2 separate regions of the Mus musculus genome follow, and region 1 is linked to region 2. The links are chromatin contacts, called in public promoter capture Hi-C maps. All regions are on one chromosome and are shown on one strand. The core of a region is the stretch at or near the end of the contact, and the rest is flanking DNA. Distances in the headings are between cores, read along the strand shown. Region 1 holds the start of Espnl (espin-like). Region 2 overlaps Lrrfip1 (leucine rich repeat (in FLII) interacting protein 1).

The links. Promoter capture Hi-C pulls out the DNA fragments that hold promoters and counts their contacts.
Region 1: a promoter capture Hi-C map of liver shows a contact between it and region 2, with 2.3 times the contacts expected there. The contact joins the promoter of Espnl here to the enhancer-like site in region 2. A contact is called at or near these places in 4 of 39 promoter capture datasets (the 3T3-L1 cell line, the C10 cell line, liver and 1 more), 5 of 484 Hi-C or Micro-C datasets (B cells, double positive thymocytes, liver and 1 more), 1 of 115 datasets of contacts at active chromatin or transcription factors (pancreatic cancer cells) and 2 of 9 other capture datasets (adipose tissue and liver).

Annotation. Positions count from the first base shown.
Region 1 is chr1:91,318,637-91,323,905 of GRCm38.p6, reverse strand. Espnl (espin-like) reads right to left here and starts at 1,831. Exons shown (of 9, transcript NM_001033292.3): 1 at 1,480-1,831; 2 at 237-427. The coding sequence starts at 1,773. Scly (selenocysteine lyase) reads right to left here. Exons shown (of 12, transcript NM_016717.3): 11 at 4,793-4,868; 12 at 2,826-3,829. The coding sequence ends at 3,676.
Region 2 is chr1:91,095,474-91,100,805 of GRCm38.p6, reverse strand. It overlaps Lrrfip1 (leucine rich repeat (in FLII) interacting protein 1), which reads right to left. Exons shown (of 25, transcript NM_001310732.1): 13 at 194-229. Among named protein-coding and RNA genes, the nearest start is that of Lrrfip1, 45 kb to the right of the region's middle. Within about 2 kb of position 1,690, at least 105 of the 459 cell types and tissues checked have an H3K27ac peak or open chromatin away from gene starts, as enhancers often do. A contact at or near this core is called in B cells, liver and pancreatic cancer cells, where this site is marked.

The sequences.
Region 1 (5,269 bases), core at 582-3,081, 220 kb before region 2:
GATGCAACTCTTGAAGGCTCCTCCCCCTTCAACCTGTACAAGCTGCACCTATGTTATAGGCCCTCCCTGACCCACGCAGAACTTGCACCCATACTTTCTGACCCTGCTTATCCTCTGCCTCTGTTACCACAGGGTCTGTCTCCAAGGCCACCAGCATGTCTTCCTGTGCTTCCCCTCTGTGAAGCCCCTCCCCCCTTCGGTGGCCAGTCCCTGTGGGTAAGGTTCTGGGATCTCACCTGCTGTGGGCCGCTGTCAGGAGTTTCAGACAGGTCAGATCACCACTTACAGCAGCGTGGTGCAGTGGTAAGGCCCCTTCCAGCGTCTCCAGTGTGGCTGCATGGCCCTCACGGAGTAACCACTCCACCAGGGCTGGGTGTCCAAACCGGGCAGCCAGGTGCAGCGGAGAGACACCTGAGGCATCTTGGTCCTACCGGGGCATAAGCAGGACACCGAGTCTATGCAGGTCCCAGTGCAGCCCTAGGACCCTAGAATGTCTGCAGTCCCTCTCCAGTTCCTCCACCCCCTACTGAGACTGAAGGAACACCCTGACTGAGGAAGAAGCTGGACCCCACCCCACCCCAGCTGCTTACCATCCTCATCAGCTGAGTCCCTGTACGTTCTGCACATGCTCAGAAAGAATTCTAATAGCACAGTGATTCCCACCATGGCTGTTCCAGGGCACCAGCCTCTAGACCTCTGGGCTTCTCCCCTCTCCCTGATGGTCCCCAAGGCATTTCTCTTCAAGGTGTCAAGCATCCAGTAGACCTGGCCATTCCCTGAGGGTGCTATGATCCAATGTGAATCTAGAGACAGTTCAGTGTCTGTCTGCCCTTTACCCTCGGGGTCATTGGATAGATCCGTGAACAATGCTGTGGAGGCTGAACCACACTGCTCTATGCCACGTGGAGGTGTCTCCATCTCTATCCAACTCTGTTGATTGTTTCGAGCTCTCAAGAAGGCAGCCACGGCTAACAACTCTAAGTCCCTTGCCTGTACCAAGCAGGTCTAGGCATGCAAGCAAGTAGGAGGCTGGTAGCTCTGATAGAAATGTTCTAGCAAGATGGTCGCCATACTCGAGAGCCTTCTCACTACCACAGTCTGTGTCCCTAGGGGTACAAGATCCTGCGTACCCAAAGCCACTTTTTAAATCCACTCCTCGACCCTTTGATCAGGTCTGGTGATCAGGTCTGATCAGAGATGAGATCCTGAACACAGGCAAGGCCATCGTTGGCAGCCCTGGGTGCTCCTTGCTGAGGGAGGTGTGGAAAAACCCCAGTGACTTTTCTGTGCCAGTGCTGGATACATCTGAGGTTGTGGCTGGTGTTTAAGGGCTTTATGCGTTTTTTAGGGGGGAAGGGATGGGTTGGGAGAGGCAGAGGCACACATCTCTGACTGAGAGCTCAGGGCCTTCTAGGGATCGGACTTTCTGGACTCACCTCACCTCACAAACAGGCACAGAGCCGTCCTGTTCTAGCTTACCTGCAGCCCGCAGCCCGCATCACGGACCAGCCAGCACAGCTCTGCCAGGTTGCCCGTGGCTGCTGCATCGTGCACTGGTGTGGCCCCGTTGTGTGCCTGCTGGTTGCCTGGCAGCTTGGCTCTCTGTACCAGGAACTTGACACAGTCCAGGTGACCAGCCCGGGTGGCATGATGCACCAGGCCAGCCCCCAGATCATCAGTGATGTCTGGTCTTAGGGCACCAGCCTCAAATAGCCGTTCCAAGGTGGCCATATCCCCATCCTTGGAGGCCACCAGTGCCTGCTGCGCCTCCATCCTCAAGTCTGACTCTCAGTAGTGGCTTGTGTACAGGCCCGGCACGGCTTCCTGTTTCAGGCGTGGACGCTGCTGAAGGCTCTGGTTACCTGATAAGCAGCTCCCGGGGCAGATGGGAGGCAGCAAGAGGGGGGCAGGCTCTGGAGACTGGCCCTCAAAGCCTGGCCCAAGCAACTCGGGCTGGGTGCCTGGCCCTTCCAAGCATGAAGAGTGCGGGCCTGGGGGAAGGGTATGCAAGTCAGGCTGGCAGATTCCACTCAGCGGCTGGAGCCCTACCATCTACAGAGTGAAGTGAGAGCACCCCTCAGCAGGGCTCCTGGCCTGGGATGGGTCTCCAGCCTGCCAGCCAGCCAGCCAGCCAGCGAGCGGTGCTCACAGCTATAGTCAGCTCAGGCTCAGAAACCTGCCCCAGGAAACACTTCAGTGATAGACTAGCAGGCTACCCAGGAGACCCACTGCGATAGCCTTAGAGTCTAAATGCCATCACCCAAGGCACCCAAGACACAGACATACACATTCTGTGTGTGTGTGTGTGTGTGTGTGTTTACTTGAGACAGGGTCTCACTAAGTAGTGGTCTGGAACTCACAGAGAACAGTGATCCACCCGTCTCTATCCACCCATTGCTGGAATTAAAGGTGTGTGCAACTGTGCCTGGCTGGCTTGTATCTGAAATCCAGTCCTTGGCTGTTCTCAGCACCGACACTGGAGGAGCTTGCCTTGGCTGCTGGATTAAGGTAAGGCTGAGGGGATGACCTCACAGGCCCACATTGCCCCCTCTGGCCACAGCACTCTTGGGAGTCTGGACCATCCATGGTCCTTGGCTGGGGAAGTCAGGACTAATGTGGGGTCACCATGGTGCTATAGGAAGCTGCTGATCAGAGACCAACCTCAGGCTACCAGAAGTCCCTTTCAAGCCCCGGGGCTGCAGTGTCATTTCACAAGGTACATCAGAAACCTCCTCCCCTTCAGCTCAGATAGACAAGTGTACATCCCTGCGAGCAGCAAGACAGAGATTCTCCCACCACCGCCAGAGAAAGCCCAGGCCACTTCAGCAGGTGCAGACATGTTTCATTAGTTCATTTAATTTCTGACAACTGTTTTCACGGGTTGCGTCATCCTTTGGTCCACAGACCCAAAAAGCAGCCTCCAGGAAGACATTCCTATATAAACCTTGGTGCGATGTGTGCCACACATCCTTAAGATGGCACAGCCTTTTGCAAAATAAAATTAAAATGGAATCTGAGCGAGAAATGATCAGATTTCCCACTTTGGCAAAGACTGAGCTCAGGCACCAGCCTCCCGGTACCACGCTGGAGGTGGATCCCTGAGTAGAAGGCAGGGTAAGCTTCGACTTCCGGGGACAAGGCATGGGACATCTGCGGACCATCAGGCCAGGGAGGCAGGTGGGCAGTGGCTGGCTGAGGGCAGAGGCAGGGCTGCACTGGAGAAGGGTGTGTCTGTAGGTGCACAGGGGAAGCACGGGGGTGGGGGGTTGGGGGTAGGAGGGGGAGTCAAAATCAACTTTCCTATTCTCACACTAGCAGCTAAGTGACACCGGACCAAGACTTGGGTTTTGTCTTCTGACCAAGGTGCCTTCTGGGGTCAGGCGGTCCTGGCAGGCTGCCCGATAACTGGAATATTCCTATTCCCCTGTGGCCTTTGTCAGAAGGTGACAGGGAGAAGTCCTATGTGACATGGCTGTCCTGAGCTTGTAAGGATGGGTGCTGGGGTGGGATTCTGTGCGGTGGGCAGCCCCTCGTCACTCTGCACCCCACAGTAGGACAAGTCACCTCAACGCAGCTCTTGAGATGGGGCAGCTTAGGGACCAAGGGCTTTTGCAAGCGGTTTCCTATGGATCGAGTGGTAAAAGTCCAGCTGGCTACAGAGAGCGGCTGCTAGTTCTAGAGCCGCCCTTCCAGTTGGGCCACGGCCTGCTTCAGGTCCTGTACGATGAGATCCACATCAGCCCTGGTGGTACCGCGGCCCACGCTGAGCCGGACTGCATTCCGGGCCACGTCCACAGGAATGCCGCAGCTCAGCAGCACTGGGGATGGCCTGCAGAGGAGGGAGAGCATCGGCTGCTGTGAGGACTTACTTTCCTCTGTGCTCCTTCTGCCTCTCAGCCAGGCTCTCAAGCTGTGGATGTGCTGGGTCCCCGCAGTGCCCACCTACCTGCCCTGATGACACCGTTTGGGGTCTTCCTGTCCCCAGACTCCCTGGCCCAAACATTCCTCCAAGCCGACATAGGTAAGGCCCCCCTAACACTCTCCATTTCTCTCTGGTACCCATTTGTGCTTCACATGGGGAACCATATTGCTCTCTAGCCCTAACACCTTCCTCCCATGCTTCTACCGACTATGTTCAGCTCTGCACTGAGCCCTGGCTCCTGGGCCTTTCCTGTATTGGAGTCATGGTAAACATTCCTTTTTGTTTTTGTTTTTTCGAGAGAGGGTTTCTCTGTGTAGCCCTGGCTGTCCTCAAACTCAGAAATCTGCTTGCCTCTTCCTCCCAAGTGCTGGGATTAAAGGCGTGCGCCACCACGCCCGGCCATGGTAAACATTCTTTGAGCAATGCCATCTAGTGCTTAATTGGGGGAGCCCATGTGCCCTTCCCATCTGTACCTCCCCTTCCCCCCTGCTTCCCAGCTGGCCTCAGTCTCCCTGCTCCTAAGGGAGCCTCGGCCATCATGTGCTGGACTCCAGGCACTGTGTGGCCAGGTCCTTTCTCTCTTCTGTGAACCACTGATTCCGGAGAGCCTGGTCCTTGTCCTCCTCTCCTGGTTAGCACAGGGACCATTCACATGCCCACTGAACTGTCCCACCAGCTCTGGACCCAGGACTGATTGCTGTCTGCTGCCCTAGAGCCACGCCCATTCACCCATTCACTCCGATCCACAGGGACCCATACCTGCTCCCAGCCAGGAGCAGAACCCTTCTCCCATGCTGTGAGTCTGTAGTTCAGGGGCTAGGCTCTGAGTTGTCATTACCCTGTGAGTTGAGTTTTGCTAAGAATACGCACCGGTCCTCGTGATTTGAGTGGCATGATGCTCCCACACTGGCCAGCAGTGTCCGGCACTGTGCAAGGACCGTGTACCCTGTGAAGACAGAATGTGTCCCCAGATGCAGGACTTGAGCCATCTCCTAGCCCTCCCAGCCTTCTGGCCCTGCTTCCCAGCCACCACCTGCTGACTCCCCCAGTGCAGGCAGAACTCCAGGAAAACTACTTCCTGCAGCTACAGAAAGGCCAGCCCTCTTTTGCCTCCTAAGACTGACTTTGAAATGGTACTCTAGCCAGCCACCTCAAGGGCACTGGGATTCCTACAGGCTGCCTTGCTTACAGGTTTGGCACCAGGTAGTACTGAGGGTGGCTATCTACGGCTGTGCTCACCCAGGTCACATTATCCTCTTCTCTCTCACAAGCCTGGGTTAAACCCTAAAACTCCAGAGATGCTGGTGTAGTTAAACCCCCAAAATCCCTGTCACACTTAAATCAACA
Region 2 (5,332 bases), core at 441-2,940:
TCTTCGCTGTCCCTCATATTTCAACTCATGATGGACTCCTTTGGGGATATAACATCATGTTGTGTGGCCCTCTTAGTAGCCTCTGTCATTCGATTACTTTATTAAGCACCAAGTAACTGGGTTCCTGTCAGCCTCACCCAAGACCATCTCGTTTCACAACTAAGCTAAGGCAGAGGCTTACAGAAATCCTTACCTTCTCAGCAAAGTCTTTGTCTGGTCTTTCTTCTACCTGTGGGGGAAATGGACAGCTGTCAAATATTACAAAGCACTGAATTACAACTCCTATGATCATTTCAAAGACCTGTATTGATCTGGAGATTGATGCTAAAAAACAAAAGAAACACAACAACAACAACAACAACAACAACAATAACAACAACAAAAAGTCCAAACCAACTGCACAAATCAAGAAACGCTAGCTTGTGCTATAATTTAAAAAGTAAAAAGAGAAACTCTTATTAAACTCTGGCTCTCCCCATCTTTCCTGCCTCTCTGGGGCCCTTCCTTCCCTCAGATAGAAGCCTCAGTGGGACTTGGAGCAGTCTAGGAGGCTGAGAGCAGTGTGCATTGGTGCTGGGTCCCAAGGGATGTACACACCTGGGGTAGAGGGTGTCTTGGGGACAGAGGCTGAGTCTGACTTAAGGACTATCCCTTCCTTTGCTCAACATCTACTATGAGACCAAGTTCCATTCCTGGGCCTCTGGGAAGTCAGTCACGCAGGCACCATGCTGAAACACCATCAGAACCTGCTGCCCTCTTAATGCCAAGTTCAGAAGTTCTTAGCTTTGACCCCAAGAGTTTTCACCAAAAGAGGAGTGACACTGCATCTCAGACTCACAGATATGAGTGGCCTGGGACTCTGTGGATACCTGTGCAGGTTTACAATGGTAACCACCATGCTCTGAGGTTACAGAGCACAGACAACATGAATAGCAAGTGAAAATGGTCACCAAACACAAGACCAGTGGGCACCTCCGATGCCCGTTTCTTTTCTAGGTGTGTCCCAAGTCTAACTAGCACATGGCAAGGACTCAGGGGCCCTGCTGCACAGACCAGTGGAGTCACAGCTAGCCACTGCTCATGTGTGGGGTTATTAGCAGGTGTGAAGTTCACACTGGCCTAACTGTACAATCTGGGGATGCTAAGGCAGGCCCCGATTGAGACAGTCATATCTCACTGTCTGCAGAGTTAAAGAGCCCTGCTCCATTTTCCTTGGGGGTGTGCACATGTATGAATGTTCACAACTGTGAACATGTGTATGCATTTACAGAATGGAAGAGCCCTGCTCCCCTCTCCTTGGGTATGTATTCGTGTATGCATGTTCATGTTTGGGAGCACGTGTGTGCATGTGGAGGCCTCAAAAAAAGCCAATAGAGAGAAAAATATAGTTTGTATGTCCCATAGTTTTTTTTTTTTTTAAAGTCTTTGCTCTAACATAGATAGTTAATGCAGAATACGAAAACTTGGGGTGGGGATATAGAGACCATGTGGAGAAAAATCTAAAACTGTGTTCCTGCTCTCAACACAGATACATGAAATGTACCCTTCAGCATATAGTGCATCTAGTTTTGTCTTCAAATTGACAAAGTGCATCTATTTGTCAGCCTTTTTGAAACAGCCAGGGGCCCCAAAGGGCCCCAACAGGTCTGCTATTCCCGCTGGCTCCACTAGATGGCGGTCTAGCCTGGTCTGTCTATGGTTAGGTTGGCCTCAGGTCAGGCCCAGAAAGCAGACAGCTGTACCCTTTTCAGAAAGCCCCAGACACAAAGGGACAGATAAGTAACCCAGACGGAATGCTTCACTCTGAGCATGTCACTGCCCCTCTGAAAATAACAGACAGCACACATTCACGGCTGTTCCGTGACCGGTGTGAAGGCTGCCATGGAGACAAGGCCACCAAAGGTGGCCACAGAAGGGTGGAGCTCAAGGGCTGCTGTTGGCCACAGCAGGCACAAGGGACAAGCAAGTCATAGGACTCTTGTGACCCACTGAGTTGTTCTATCACCATTCCCCAGTTCTCCGCAGTTGAGAGTAATGCCCCACTAACAGGATTCCAGATGGCACAGTCTTTTATCATTGCCACTAAGTGTATTCAAAGACATCTAAAATTTACCAGGCATGGTGGCACATGCCTGTAATTCTAACATGTGAGAGGTTGGGGAAGAAAGGTTTGACTCTGAGGCCATGCTTGGCCCCAGAGCAAGAACTAGTCTCAATTTTCTTCCTCTAAATTTTTTTTTCCTCCTAAAAACAAGTCCCTTCTAAGAAACTTCAATGGGAGCAAAGACTCCTTCCCTTCTAAAACCAAGTCCTCTACAGGAAGACGGTAGCACAGTGAGTCCAGTCCGCACCATCTCAGTGGGTTTCTGATGAGAATCACATGATGACATTTTAAACATCAGCTTGCATGTCACCATTAGAAGGTAGAGAGACCCAAGAAAGAGCTGGGTATGAGAGAACCTAGCCTCATGGTCCCAGCTCCCAGGTGGGCCACAGCAAGACCCTGGAAAGCAAACAGGCTCCCATTGCAACGACCCTCTCAAAACAAGGGACACAGCAAACCCTGCTCAGGGAGCACCGGTTTTAAGGACCAATTCCCTTCGAATGCAGGTAACAGTGGGGCTTACTGTTGGAGTGGGGATTTTTGGTTTTATTGTGTATTATTTATTTGGGGTATGTGTGCATGACATGACACATGTTGGGGAGGGGTCAGAGGGCAACTAGTGGGGCTTGGTCTCCCCTTCTATGTGAGACTTTGGGTTCAGACTCATCAGGCGTGACAGTAAGTACCTTTACCCACTAAGCCATCACACTGGCCCTAATTCTATTTTTAAGACAGAGTTTACGGGATTGAGAGTAGCCTGAGATTCACTGCGTTGCCCAAGGTAGCCTTGAAATCAGGCTTCACCTTTCTCAGCCTCTCTAGTATTGGGATTACCATTATGAGCCACCATACTTGGTGGACCATAGGTTTTAGATCCAATCTCGTACCCATAGGTGCAAGCTTGCTCTCCACCTGGACCCTGCCTTGCCTCTTTAGACAACATGAATCACGGGGGCGGGGGTGGGGGGTGGGGGGGTGGGGGTGTCTTTGTTTTCAAATTCGAATGGGCAGACAGCTAGCTCAGCACTTTTCTATGAGTACACAAGACAGCAAGTCCTGGCTCCACCCGAGACATTCCTGAAGGATGCTTCAGATCTGTGGAAGCTCTCTTGGATTCCAGTGGGCTGTAGGGCTTAGATGAGGAGGATGCCCTAGGTGTCACCTGGCTCTGCTTGGCTGTGGTTCAAGCCTAGATCCTCTAACCCCAGCTTCTGCCTCTCTCCACGCACCTGCCCTCATGGCTCGTGCAGGTGCAACTGATGTTTATGTTATTTATTTGATGAACATCTTCTAGCCCAGTCTGTGTATCCCATGAAGGGCGAGGGCAGGTTTGCATTGCCTAACACTGTTGACTCATGACCAGACTATTCTAGGTGCTCAATTAACATGAGAAAAATATGGGGGGGGGGTGCGCGCGCATGTGTGCACTTCCTACATTTCTTTCTGTGGCTTTCCAACCAAAAGCAACTTGGGAAGGAAAAGCTTTATCTGGCTTGCACCCCCCAGGACACAGTCTGCCATAGAGGGGGCACCAGGGCAGGAACTTGGAGGTAGGAACCATGGCTAGCTTTTTTATAAAACCCAGGACTGTCTAGGGATGGTATCGCCTACAGTAGGCAGCACCCCCTACAGCAATTAAAATCATCTTTTACAGACCAACATGGTAAAGACAATTACTCCATTGAGACTCTGGTTTCAGGTGATTCTAGGCTGTGCTGACAGTTAACACTAATTAGGATGGAAAGGCTAAGTGGAGGTGGGGACGGAGTTACAGAAGAATGGGAGTGGAGTGGGGAGTGGTGCTGGAATGAGGTGGAACTCCGTCCCCTGCCACTTACATTCGGGCTGATGCATCTTGGCTCTCCTAAGAATTGTATCATTGGGAGCCCCAAACCTTTAGTCTTAGCCCTTGCAGTAGCCTATGGACACAGAGGTATATTCACGTTTTTAAAGGGGAATGAACCATCACTTCCTTTGTTTGGTGACTTTTACTCTTCGGTTGCACCACCCTGCCCCCAGTGTGTAGCACTGCCTCACTTCCTGTCTGACAGATGCAAGATGCAAAGCCTTGAGGGCTGCAGCTGACTTTTGCATTTTCTTCTGTCTTTGGCTCCTGGTAATTACTCCTGGTGAAATACTAAGCCGGGGGTATTTTCCAAGAACCAATATGGACACCAAAAACTATGTCCTATTATGGCTGGGGCAGCTCAAACCAAGCAAAAACATATGCCTTTCAGGGGGCTACTTCATCTGAAGGAGTTTATTTCTGCCTACTTGCCCCAAGTCAGGAGCAGGAGCTGTGACGTGGTGTTAACTCCATCTTTTAACCCCTGCCTTGCTGCACATCCTACTGCATGGGTCTCCCACAGAGGCCAGGATGGAGAGGTCACTGTATCCTTGTTTGTTCCAAGGACAGAGGGTGACAAACCCAGCATCTTGGTGCCTAAAAAAGCATAAAGAAAGAATAGAATCAGCCCTGTTGTTTCTAAGATTCAGGTCCAGCATTAACATAATGCTTTTCTGTGTCCCAGGGCTATGTATGCACTGGGAAGGTGGGTGTGCAATTTGGATCGGCTTTTAACAAAGTGTCAATGAAGCATGTCCAGCTTTGCTGGTGGGAAGAAACCCAGAAGCTCCTGTTCAGACTTGTGGGTCTTCCTGCCTGAGAGGGAGGAGTAGTCAGGAGCAGGCCTGGGAGAGGGACCTGGCAAAGGCTAGTGACCCTCCCACTGACTGAAGAATTTCCTGGAGGCTGCCCTGCATTTGCAGAGGGGTCACTGCACCTGAGAACCATACCCAGGAGGCTCCCCAGTTAGTGTGGAGGTACCTGGCTGTTGTGAGGTGCCAGGTTGAGTTGGGAGGCCAGCCAGTTTTCCACACATCTTTGCGCTGACCTTTGCTCACTAAATGACAACAGAAATAATGATCGAAAGATCTTTAGGGCAACAAATAAACAAACAGGTGACTGGAGAAGGGGAGGGGGGACATCTACTGATTATCTCTGCAACAGACTTAGCAGCCTTCACCGGAGGGAATACAGAGCTCTGCTGGATTGATGCATTTCTCACAGTAGCACAGAAGGGAAAGTATGACCACACCTCCAGTTCCCCACATCACAGAGATCACTTCTCTTGCCTCACAGGCTGCAGAGACCAAGACATACAATGCATGCCTCTGTGAGGAAATAACAGCCAAACTTGTTTCATGTGTGTAAATTTTCCACAGATC